Regions from separate parts of the Ostrinia nubilalis genome. Here region 2 is linked to region 1. The links are chromatin contacts, called in public Hi-C maps. All regions are on one chromosome and are shown on one strand. Each heading gives the region's core, a stretch centred on a gene start, on an enhancer-like site or on the middle of the called end of the contact. The rest is flanking DNA. Distances are from core to core; before and after follow the strand shown.

Evidence for each region. Hi-C and Micro-C count contacts between places; a contact is called where the count stands out from the background.
Region 2: a contact with region 1 is called in a Hi-C map of whole larva, with 6 times the contacts expected there. The contact joins the promoter of LOC135086233 here to the promoter of LOC135086126 in region 1. A contact is called at or near these places in 4 of 5 Hi-C or Micro-C datasets (whole body and whole larva).

The regions. Positions count from the first base shown.
Region 1 is chr30:2,897,141-2,903,235 of ilOstNubi1.1, reverse strand. LOC135086126 (zinc finger protein 1 homolog) reads left to right here and starts at 3,476. Exons shown (of 5, transcript XM_063980930.1): 1 at 3,476-3,684; 2 at 3,994-4,126; 3 at 4,600-4,680. The coding sequence starts at 3,556. It overlaps LOC135086212 (zinc finger protein 34-like), which reads right to left and starts at 3,200. Exons shown (of 5, transcript XM_063981016.1): 1 at 2,934-3,200; 2 at 2,067-2,223; 3 at 1,234-1,332. The coding sequence starts at 3,086.
Region 2 is chr30:3,056,822-3,062,916 of ilOstNubi1.1, reverse strand. It overlaps LOC135086233 (heat shock 70 kDa protein cognate 5), which reads right to left and starts at 3,606. Exons shown (of 14, transcript XM_063981060.1): 1 at 3,371-3,606; 2 at 3,104-3,159; 3 at 1,284-1,371; 4 at 1-112. The coding sequence starts at 3,472.

The DNA of each region.
Region 1 (6,095 bases), core at 2,227-4,726:
ATTAGAGTCAATCTGGACAACTTGGCCCAAATTTTTCGCATTTAGATTTTGAGCCAATGTTATGGCGCAGTTACTATGCGGGAAATAAGTTGAGATATAATAGCTCAATCGTTTATTGCATAACTACATTAGCACATTCACATTAGGTCTTACAATTTAAGCAGTTATACAATTAGGACCCAGTCAGGGCACAGCAACTTTAAGAAGGAGGCAGAACGACGATCTTATCAGTTTCAAAATAAATTATGTACAGATAAGATTGAGTTTGGAGGAAATGTGTAAACAAACACTTCAGTTAGTTTCGTCAACGTGTGTCGCCCATTCGCGCTACGTCTCAATTTCTTGCATAGTGTACCTGCGCCATCAAATTGATAGGCAAAGTTACTCAGATAGACTGTACTTTCGATAATATTTGTTTTTACTGATTTCCTTCCTCACTATTTCTCAGCACCAGCTAATAAATATGTATGTGTTACGGTTCATGTGATAAATTGAAAATTATTAATAATAACCGGTTATTATGAATAATTACCGACAGTCGCGGTAAAAGTGATAAATTAATCACATTTAACAGTGATTATTTAATAATTCAACCTTAGTACTAACAAATTTCATAAAAGAGAACAACATCTTGTGTACAAGCTCGTGTACAGCCAAACTTTTGAACGTTTTGATATCATATATTAATATAATTTGGCATAATGAGTTTGGAATGTTTCTTGCATAATATTACTTTTCCATGATGCCTATAACATAATGTTTTGATTTAAAGTGAAAAATAGGTTAAGGTGCGGCGGGGATGGCCCTTGGGCCACCCCTAAGCCGCCTATTTAGTTTTATACACACATAAATGACCTCATATTAATCACATTTACCAAATCATGCGGTAATTATTCATAATAACCGGCGATTATTCATAATTATCACATTTATCACTTTGACCGTAACTTAAGTACCCCTGAAGTTTGGGCAAGCTACATGTCTGAGACTGTTTAGGTGCTCTGAAAAGAGCCCATCATCATTCAGCCATAGGATGTCCACTGTTGAAAGGTCTCCCTCAATGATTTCCATGCTACCTTTTTGATGTCGTTGGTCAGCCTTGTGAGTGGACGTCTCATGCTATGTTTTCCAGTATGTGGCCTCCACTACAGAAACTCCTCCTCCAGGCCGTCAGTTCTGCGCACTATACTATGAGCCTATGTACCACGAATTTAAATTAAAAAATTGAAGTACCATCTCCGAAGTCCATTTCATCTAAGTATTCCACTTCTGTGTCCTCGGTCGGGGTCTCCTCGCTGGCCTCCGCCTTCATTTGCGACTGGTAGATCATCACTGTAACAATAATGGTACATAGTAGTCCAATTTAAAGATATAGAGCGCTTTCACATTTAGGCGACTTTAGCAGCGCGACAAACGCGCGCCAGACGCGCTGCCGATAATTTTAAACTATATAACAGCAGATGCCTGCCTTCACATTGCCGTGCTTCTCACGCCCTAATGTGAAAGCGGCCATAGGCTTAAATGACTATCTTGCTGCTGGCCTGACAAAACAAGAGGGAAACAACAAACCACAAGATCTGGCCTGCTCTTGGGACCTAGGTTTAGGATGCGCGCCGCGATAAGCTTTTATCACGCCATTTTATCGATTTTACGCGATACACTATGGGTGTATCGTCTAAAATCGTCGATAAGATTTTTATCACAGCGCGCATCTTTCAAGTAATGAAAATGTTGTAGAAAATCTACGTCTAAAGACCATTTAATCATTAGATGTTGTGCTTAGACATTTGGAGTGTGCACATCTCTTTCTTTTTCTTTGATGTGAGTTAAAAAATAGAACTGCAAACATACAAAACATTTTTCACATCACAAATAAAATATTGTTTTTAGAAAAACTGCTTTTAGCAATAATTTGCATTTATTTTATTATTGCAATTTTTTTTACAATGTATAATATACACAGTGTATATACAAAGTATGCTAGTCTATCTCCTTATCACAGAATGGATTTGCTCAAGAATCTTGGATTGATTGCCAATACACACAGAAAGAAAAAATCTGCTTACCTTTAGGCCTAAAATCTCCCCTGCCGATCATATCCACGAACTTCTTCTCCGAGTCCAGGACCTGCTTCTTGAAGTTGCAGGCGTCGCGCAGTCGTGTGATGCACACTTCGCAGATAAGCCGGCTGGGGCCGTTGGGGCCTTCATTGTGTTGGGATATCTATTGCATAAAATAGCATTATTAAATCTAGCACCAATTATTTTTCTTTATTTCACTTTCTAATTAGATGTAACTTAAGTTAAGGTTAAGTTAAGGTTGAGTTGCACCACTAACTTTGATGGTAACTATAACGATAACCAATGTTTTTTTTGTATGGGGTTTGACAGATTTTTAATGTTTGTCAAAGTTTAAGTAAGATGGTGCAACCCAGCAAAAGTTGAATATTATGCAAGATCACACATTTTGTCTTTTTTTTTCCAATGCTTAAATGATATTTTGCTGAGTACTATTCCTAAATAAATAAATGCAGCATTCCTTTATGAACTACTGATTTTTACTGACTTGAAACTTTTAATAACCTTCAATTTAACTATTGAATGGCTAAGTACCTTTTGATATTTATTGAAGGCAGAGATGACTGTTGTTGTATATGAAAAACAATGATCTGGCAGAAAGTTAAAAACTAGTTTGAATCAAGCAGCTTAGGCAAAGAATAAGATTTTGTCAGAACTTCGATTGAATGTTAAGGATAGAAGGGTCGTAAATTGAAAAGAAACCAGTTAATACAGAAGCACTTTGTACCTAGCTATAGCCACTATATGGGGAGAAACTAGGGGGAGAAAGAACTGAAAAATTCGACTGAAAACTACGTAATATGACTCAAAGTAGAACTCAAAGGATAAATAAATACTCTAAACGTAAATACTCACACTAATATCAAAGCATTCAAGCAGCATATCGGCATAAACTTCGTTTTCGTTCATCCAAGTGTACTCGGTCCCCAAGTCTTTGTAACATCCCTCGGAGAGACAGCACCGGCAAAGCCCCGGGCTTTCCTTCACAACAATTTCGTCAAATTCCATTATCACAGTCCTATTCACCAGTATGAATTGAAAAACAGTTTTAATTTAAAAAATTAGAAGAAACAACATCGCGTTAATGCACTGCACCGCTTCGCTGTATCATCGCCATTTTGATTTCATTTTCTGTTCCTCCTGCCAAATGCCAATATTTTAGTTATGGAACCTAATAAATACTAGTTTAAAAAAATATCGCGTGATTTCATTGACATTAAAAAGTACCTTTTTAACGCCATCTAGCGCCGAGTAGAAATACTAAATGCTCTGAGATACAAGCTCCATCTAGTGTTGAATAGTCGTACTTTAACGTCGTCAACTTCTTTGTCTATGGTTATATTTTCTGCTGTCAGTACTGTAAAAAAAACAAAATGTCATTAATGTCACTGCCATTACAAAATTCACGAATTTTGGCTTTCAATTCGTGAATGAAATTTAATTTTCGTGAATAAATGGATTACTGAGACCTACTACAATGGAATTGGAAAATACATGCCGCTGTTGCCTATCTCAGGGCATGCACAAAGATTTGGATGCGTCGCACGTTTGGTTAAACACAGCTGAAAACTATTCCAAGATGTTGAATGATTGTTTTAGTATTGTTGTAAGTTTATTTACACATATTATACCCATAAAAGCTTCATTTAAACATTCTTTCATTCTTCTCTAAAGTATTTGTTTGCTTTGAAGTCATTTTCATGCATTAATAACATAGCATAAATAATGTCCCAAAGATGGAAGAAATCGCCAGTCGTGGAAAAGTCCGTCAAATTAGTATTTTTTTAAATAACACTGTCTAGCCCTTAACTACAATTACTTTAAAATAAATAGTATCATACAACAATACCTATGTACTTCTAGGACTATTTGTTATTTTGCCTTCTATTAATTATTAATATTCAATAATTTTTAGCTCTCATCTTCTAAATACAAGGCCAAAATCTGTGATGCCTGCATTGAGAGCCTGAGAACCTGCTTCAACTTCAAACAACAAGTGTTGAAGTCTGAACAGGAATTTCTGAAGATGATCAAAGATTATGATGAAGGTATGTACTTGTTTCATATGCTTCAATTTAGTTATATGTCAGAAAAATTATTAAATTTGGAAATTGTTGTAAGGATTTAAAATGCTGCATGGGAGAATTCTGCAAAATCTTCTTACTATATTATATTAAAGTGAGCTCAACTCTAATAAGAAATGTGGCTTATTATTTTGAATCTGTGTTCTATTTTAGCACTACTATTTACAATTACAATATAATAATAAAGGAAAAACCTAGGTCAAAAGGTACCTTGAACATCTGGATACATTGAAAAAGTTAAAAAAAAATCCAATAAAAACACAATAATGTAGTTGTGGGCTTAACTTATGAAGCAGACGCTCTTTTTAAGTGATCAATCGATCAATAAAAAGGTTTTATGCCATACTCAGAAATTAAACTGAAAATAGAGATGTAGAATTTAGAAACATAATATACCTATTATACACAACCTAACAGAATATTGTACTTGTTCACAGATGAAAAGCCTTTCGAAATAAAGCTGGAGCCTATTCAAGAGAGTGGCGACGACTCAGACGATTACTTCTTGGCTGATGCGGGTACATACATAAACTTTATTTTCTGTACTAGTGGCTGCCCGCGACTTCGTACGCGTGGATCCCGTTTTATTTCCTTTGGGGTTGGATTTTGCAAAATCCAGTCTTAGTAAGCACCTACATTCTAAAAGGAACCCCCATGCAAAATTTGAGACTCCTAGCACTTGTAATTTCTGAGATTTCATGATGAGTGAGTGAGTTGCCCTACCAGCACTTCGAGACAAACATTTGGCAAGTGCTGAGAAGCGCCGCAACAAACTCAGTCACCACTGTCTGCCGGTTTACAATTTTATTACAATAAGGGCCTAGCTAAAACTTGGCGGGACGAGTGCCCGCCTAAAGGACGTTAGCACACTTATAAACCCAGAAAAGGATCGTAACCGTATCAACTCGAGACGTTCAGTATTCTTGGTATGAAATTTCATACTGCAAACTGCAACGCACACTTATCCGCACCGCAGGGTTCGAAATTATCAAGATAATTACGCTTCATGATAATTATCCGATATTATCGGATATTGTTACTAAGAAATTCTGATTGCTAATGTTGTTTTATGTTTTTGGTTGCTGTTTGTTGTCAAGTGGAATATAGATAAATATTTTGACGCTAGATAACTAGTGATCATTGTGGAGTTAAATAGATAGGTTTTATAACTATCTATATTGATTAACGCCCACCATTAGACGCAAGTGCAGAAATACACGTTCGAAAACTTCGAATACATACAGTCCATTTTCACGAGCGCATTTTTTGTTATTATCAACCGATAATTATCCATCTGTTATTATCACGATAATTATCATTGATAATTATCCTTACGAACCCTGCCGCACCGTAACGTAAACGCCTCGCCTCGCGGTTGACAGCTCACGAAAGGCGATACGGTGTTGATCTCTTTTGTAGTTGATGAGTGTGCTATGAATGCTACATAAGACCATAATGATACACGTAAATGCACGCCCGCTCCCTACCGCGAGTGTTCATACTATTTTTTTCGATACAGACATGTGTGAGTTTTAGCGGAGGCTCCCTAACTGACAGAAATTCGTTTTTAAAATAGTTTCGTCTTCTGCCTTTCCTGCCTTAAAAAAACGTTAGAATCGTTCGTTCGTTTCAGCCAAATGACGTCCACTGCTGGTCAAAGGCCTCCCCTAAGAATTTGCATAACAACCGGTCCTGCGCCGCCGCCCACATCCAAGTTCTTCCCGCGTCCTTCTCCAGACTACGTCTTCCAGCCCGTGGTCGCCATTTAAGGCGATTAGAGTCCTCAATCCGCGCCAAATGGGCATTTTGTAAAGCCTACTCCTCTTTTACTGCTGGACAGAAATAGTTGAAAAAAATATATGTTATACAACAGTTCAAGGACTACATTTGTGACGTTTGAATTTTCGCTACGTCTCTTTGTTTTGGATTAAAA
Region 2 (6,095 bases), core at 2,357-4,856, 160 kb before region 1:
CACTGTTGGTCACCGCCTGTCGCTTGGCTGGTGTGCCTACTAGTCGCTCGCCGTCTTTGGTGAATGCCACGTGGGAAGGCGTGGTGCGGGATCCTTCGCTGTTTTCCACCACCTAGGAAAAATTAATTCTTCATTGTTTTTGGACCATAAGGCAAGAGAATGAAGTCCAAAATATGGTGGGAACTATATTCCGACTGCCATATGATAAAAGAGTTATAATTGTTGCAATTCACGAAAGCGAGTGAGCTTTACATGTGTGGTGGTGGCTCGCTACTGTTCGTTTTTGAAAAGTTTTGATAGACATTACACTATCGTTATGTGTATGTACAATGTACATGTACACACACAAGTAAAGCTCACTCGCCTTCGTAAGTTGCAAGAACTATACCTCCTTATTTTTTAAGTCAGCCACTGACTTAGTTAATTTAGATCTATAGTACTGAAAAGGCATAGTAAAGTGAATGTAGCGCGGTTTCTAGGAAAGCCATAGACACCGGCCTAAGACTAGCTGGTACCGCGCGTCACTCTCGCGTCGCTGCAAAAGCGCACCTCTACACAGAGGGCGCTGATCGACGGCGCGAACAAAATACAACCTTAGAGACTAACTCGCAGAGTAAATACAAATGAGTAGGTCATCTTCATAGAAACGCACCGAGCGCGGTTTGTATGTGAGCGCGCCAATACGTATGCGGCGCGCACGCACACACTGACAAAATTTAGCGTGGATTAGCGGGGAGTTGCGCCGAATTTTGTCAGTGTGTGCGTGCGCGCCGCATACGTGTTGGCGCGCGCTCACATACAAACCGCGCTCGGTGCGTTTCTATGAAGATAACCTACTCATTTGTATTTACTCTGTCCCTACTCTTGGAAAATAAATCTAGGTCAAAATTGTTGGAGTCACATCCCGACCCGATCGAGCTAACTGCGCATCTCGCTGTAATGCGACACTCCCTCGCACACCTCCCTGCGTTCGCCCCTTTCGATGTGACATCGATGTGACGTCACGGTTGCCAGGAGCGCAGTTAACTAATAAAACTCATTTTATTTTTACTCATTTTGTCCCAGTATTAACCTTACCACTGCTTCGGAACATTCAATGAGCCAGTGCTGAGAAAAAGCAGTGGAAGAAACTCAGTCACTATTGTCAACTCGATCGGGTTGTACTTATAACAGTTTTACAATAACAGTGTTTTAATAGCAAAATCTTCGAATAAATTAAATTTAAAATGCTAAGTGACAGATATTTAGTATAATATTTGACAAGTCACATAGTTTATGCTTACCTTCGGCGTCTTTCCCTCCATGACGGCGACACACGAGTTCGTGGTACCCAAATCGATACCAATGACCGCACCTCGGACTCCATCGGACCTGAGTTGATTGTAGAATTTGACGTTAGTGACGGATCAAAATGATGATGAGGACAGTCAGTGTACAACAGATGCTAATAAATTCAAGGCACAAGCATTGCTGTCATCTGGTCTCCCATAATGCTTCAACCACACCAACGCGTGCGGATCACATCACGGCGCCATCATAGGGAAATGACAGGTCGCGTGAACTGTCATGGGTCGCGCGACCTGTCATTGGCCTTTGATCGCGGCGGCGATGGCGGTCTGCACGCGTCGGTGTGGTTGAAGCTTTAAAATGTCTCCAAGTTTAACATCAGGTGACAAAACTTATACAATGTGTTAATGTACGAGAATGATATGTAATTGTGTTAAATTATGCAATATGCATGATACAACATTATTTGTCACATTTCTTTGCCCTTGGCAAAAACAACAACTGACTCACTAGCTAACACTGTATGTTACCCTAACCTAAGGATTTTTACAGCAGCGTCAAACAGTTTGTGACATCAAAGTGGTCAGAAAGTTTGCAGCACAACCTATTCCAAATGAGCTGGCTTCGGAACTGCTGCAACAAAGCTATAGCAAATGTCTAAAGAGGCATGACATCCTGAGTCTGCACTGGAGTGTAGAAATACATAAATAAGTAGTGTTCTCAGTGGAGAAGACACTTATCATGCAAAGGACACTACAACTCATCCGCTCAGTCGTGAGACTGATTGCAGATAAAGCAAAGAGAAAAAAAAAACCCTTTTCCAAAAAATCCGAATGTAAAAAAGACGTACCGTGAACTTTTTGCCTACTTTAGATGTCACATATTTGACTGTACAACAACCATTAAAAGTAAACTAAATTATAAGCATGCAGTACCCCGAGTATTTAGTAAATATAATATTTATGTAGTATGAGTATCAGGTTCGCAAGACATGTCGTCTTGGAACACAATCTACTCTACGACAATGTCGCACCGACCGCAAAGGCCTACAGCACACAGGTACAGAGACCGCTCAACGGTGCACAAGTTAAAGTAAACTAGTAAACATAACATATTAGCAAGCGTTCATGCATGAATTTCTAATGGCAAATACCTATTCACACTGGATGTACTTTTACCTTACGAGCTCTTTTAAATTAGATGTTTTGAGCCAGACAGTTATTGTGCGTATGCAAGTCCTCACACTTACTGTTGGTACTTGTAAATTTTATTCCTACACATCCTACAATTTTCCCATTGAACACTTCCAAGTAGCTTGTGCAGTACTTGTCTTACTTTTTTGTTATAATCTAAGACTTGTACTAAGATCTCCCTTATCAGGTCTCCCACTCTAACCTATACACATATAATTACATGAGTTATTTTGTCATTTGAGTCATAAATGACAGGTTCAAAATGTTGATGATGCTCATGCTTAATTTAGTTATTTTCCCTGTTACCCAAACTAATAGGTACAAAATTTGGCACTACACTAGGTTACTAGATAATTATGTATAGGATAGGTACAGTGGAATGTACCTATTAACTGAAAATATATGAATGATATTTGAGTGGAGAACATTTGGGGCCAATCATTTGGGATCACAATCAACTCATAGAGAACAAAATCGACATGTTACAGGCCAAAATATGAAAAGAAATTTCACGCGCATTTTGTGAAACTTGTGCGGCACAATACAGCGCATTCAAAGGTCACCCAGCAAAAGAGTTAGGTTATGATGAAATTCTGATGCAAATCTTAAGATGTTCTACTTACTTATTCCTGTATTGAAGCGCATGCCGTTGGTAGATGGGTACTGTTGGCGCAGCAGTCTGAAATTTAGAGAAATACTCTGAAAATTCTCTGACAAATTGTCAAACTAATTTTCCATGTGGGAGGTAAAGACCGGCGAGGTTTTCGTAAGAAATGTATAGATATTTACAATAATACTGCAAGCAACTACGAGGAATTCAAGCCTTTGACATTTTCCGCTCATGTGACAAACGATTTTCATTCGTTTTCTCAAATAAAATGGAGACTTACGTTTTTGAGGATTGTCGAGAAATTCCTTTGTGTGTAATACTCGGTTCCGATGCCGGAACACTCCAACGCCTTTCGGCCGAAAGCCCGCGTCGCGCACAACATTTTTATTTCAGTAAAAACAACTATTAATTTATTTTTTGACTTCAATTCACTTCAAACAGAACATGTGGGTGACGCAACTTCATGAAAGAACAATTTTTACTTTTTTTTCTGGCACACTCCGATTTTCTTGCCACACTGAAAATGGTGCTCGCCATGGAACATTCTCGTTTTATCAATGAATCAGTATGTTTTCAATGCCACAGAAAAAATATTTAAGCACTGTGATTGGTCAATGAAAATAAGAAAAGTAGAATAGCCAATCCACGTTAAGTATTTTTATTACGTCATTCACTAGTTCCAAAGGAAACGTACCTAATGTTATGTAATAAATCTTAAAAAAATATAAGTATCGAGCATATTTTAATTTGAAACAGTAATTTAATTTGTGGCAACAGTAAAGAAATAAATATATAAGATATTGTATTTTAGTTTTATACCTGTAAAAAAGGCGAACATCCATAAATACTGTTTACTGCCATCTAGTGGCGAGTAATTGTAACAGAATACAATACGCAGTGCGCACTCTGGTGGTGAGTAGTCAAATTACAAATAAGTATATGATACGGAGCTAGTATGAAATACTAGCTCCAGGAACTACAAAATGTTTTTTTTTATTGTATTAGGGCGCAAGTACACTATGTTATGCGGAAAATTTTCCAAGTCGAAGCTGAAGCGCTAGCCCGCACACCGAAGTTCGAACTATGGGCGACCCACGGTTGTTGGGGCACATTTTGGGAAGGAGAAAGTAACCGAGATGATGTTCACACTATTACGTCTTTGGTCCCGCATAGTGTACTGTAGTGTAGGTACTTGCGATTAGTAAGACCATGATAGATAATTTAATTTAATAAAAATGTTCAAGTGCAATGTAATTATGGTTTATTTATTCCAAAACATTCTTAAAAAACAAAAAACGAAATTCCATTAAAGGCGGAAAACTGAAAATTATGTAACAAAGCCACTACCTAGTAGATTTTATTTTTGTCAATTTTTTGCATAATAAATTGGTAATTAGTAAAGCCTATTATAATTAAAACTTATAAATAGACAGAAAAGTAATACCTACCTTACGTTTATAAATTAAACTATTTACACACGTTTTGTACACTCAAAGTAATTACTAGTGTAGACAATACTTATATTCTAAAAATCTACATTAAATGGACGGTTTTGAGATCAAAATATCACACTGCTTACGACAAATCTATACTTGGTAACTTAATTACTAAGATAAAATTAATTTTTAAAGGCAACTTTTATTCTAATTTTATTATTTTCACGTTGAACTAACTAATAATTCACGTTGACCGATGCGCTTCATATGCATTGCAAGCAAATAATTTCTACATAAAGCAAATAAACACTGTCGCATTTTGTCATCAGCTGCTAGAACAGGAGGGGTAGGGATTTCGGGGGAAACGGGGACTAAGGAGGCAATCCGGGGGATCAGGCTAATCCAGAGGAGGAAGTGGGAGCTGATGAGGGCAATCTGGTCCTGGGGGACAGTCCGGGGATCAGATTAGTCCAGAGTGGGATCTCCCCGCGGTTAGAAACTATACGGCAGGTTTCTAGGGTGGGGCTGTTATTCTCACATTTAATCGGAGAGATGAGGTAGGCTAATAGTCCATGGGGGAGCAGTCCATTCCAGGGCAGACAGGCTATGGTTGAGATAGTAACTTTTTGTCATCAGCTGCTGGTACAAAGGGAGCTAGCTGGTCCAGGGGGGTGGGGGTTCAACTGCCCTTTATAAGCAGAAGTATTTCTAGTCCAGGAGGGAAGCAATCTAGTCATGAGCACGCGCAGAGACGTGTTCTCTTGCTTAAGGAGTAGAAGTAGGTCGTCATCATGGGCATAACTAGCCTCTGAGACAGAGAGAAATGCGTGTCCAGAGAGGATACTATAAGTTTTTTTAGGTTCCCCCATTCTTAGTTAGACAATGAAAGACGAATGAGGGTTTTCGCGAATGAAAGATCCGCTAGATGGCGAGACGTGGATGTGGGGTCTGACTGCTGCGTGATTGGTGGATTTTGACATATCTGTCAATGTCATGTCAAAAATAACCAATCATGCAGCATTTGGACCTCGCGTCTACGTATTGCCATCTGGCGGATTTTTCATTCGCGAAAACCCTCATTACAAGGCAGGTTTCTATGAACGTCTCTTGCTCGAGGAGAATCGATTTTGTTTAGTCTGGGGGGAGGCTAGTCTAGGGGAGCTTTTTATACTCGGGGGCGATTTAGTATTTAAATCCAGGAGAGGTTAGTCTAGGGGGACTGTTTAGTTGGGGTCACTTTAGTCTGTGGGCCACTTTGGTCTAGGGGGGCACTTTAGTTTGGAGGGGTCACTTTATTCTGGGGGGAGGCTGTTAATCGGCGGTAGTAGAGGAAGGCGCGGCCGCGGGCTCGTCCCTCGCTGCCAGTAGACCTCGCAGCGCCAGCGCCTCCTGGCGGAGCGCGGCGATGTGTGCGCAGAGACGCGTTCTCTTGGGAAATGAGTGGGGAACTAGTCAACAAGGGGGGCAGTCAAGAGGGGTGTCTGGTCCAAGGGGGGCTGTCTGCTTCTGGGGGGAGCAGTAGAGAGCAGTATGAGAGCAGGGAGACTACAGGGAGGCCATCTCTAATCC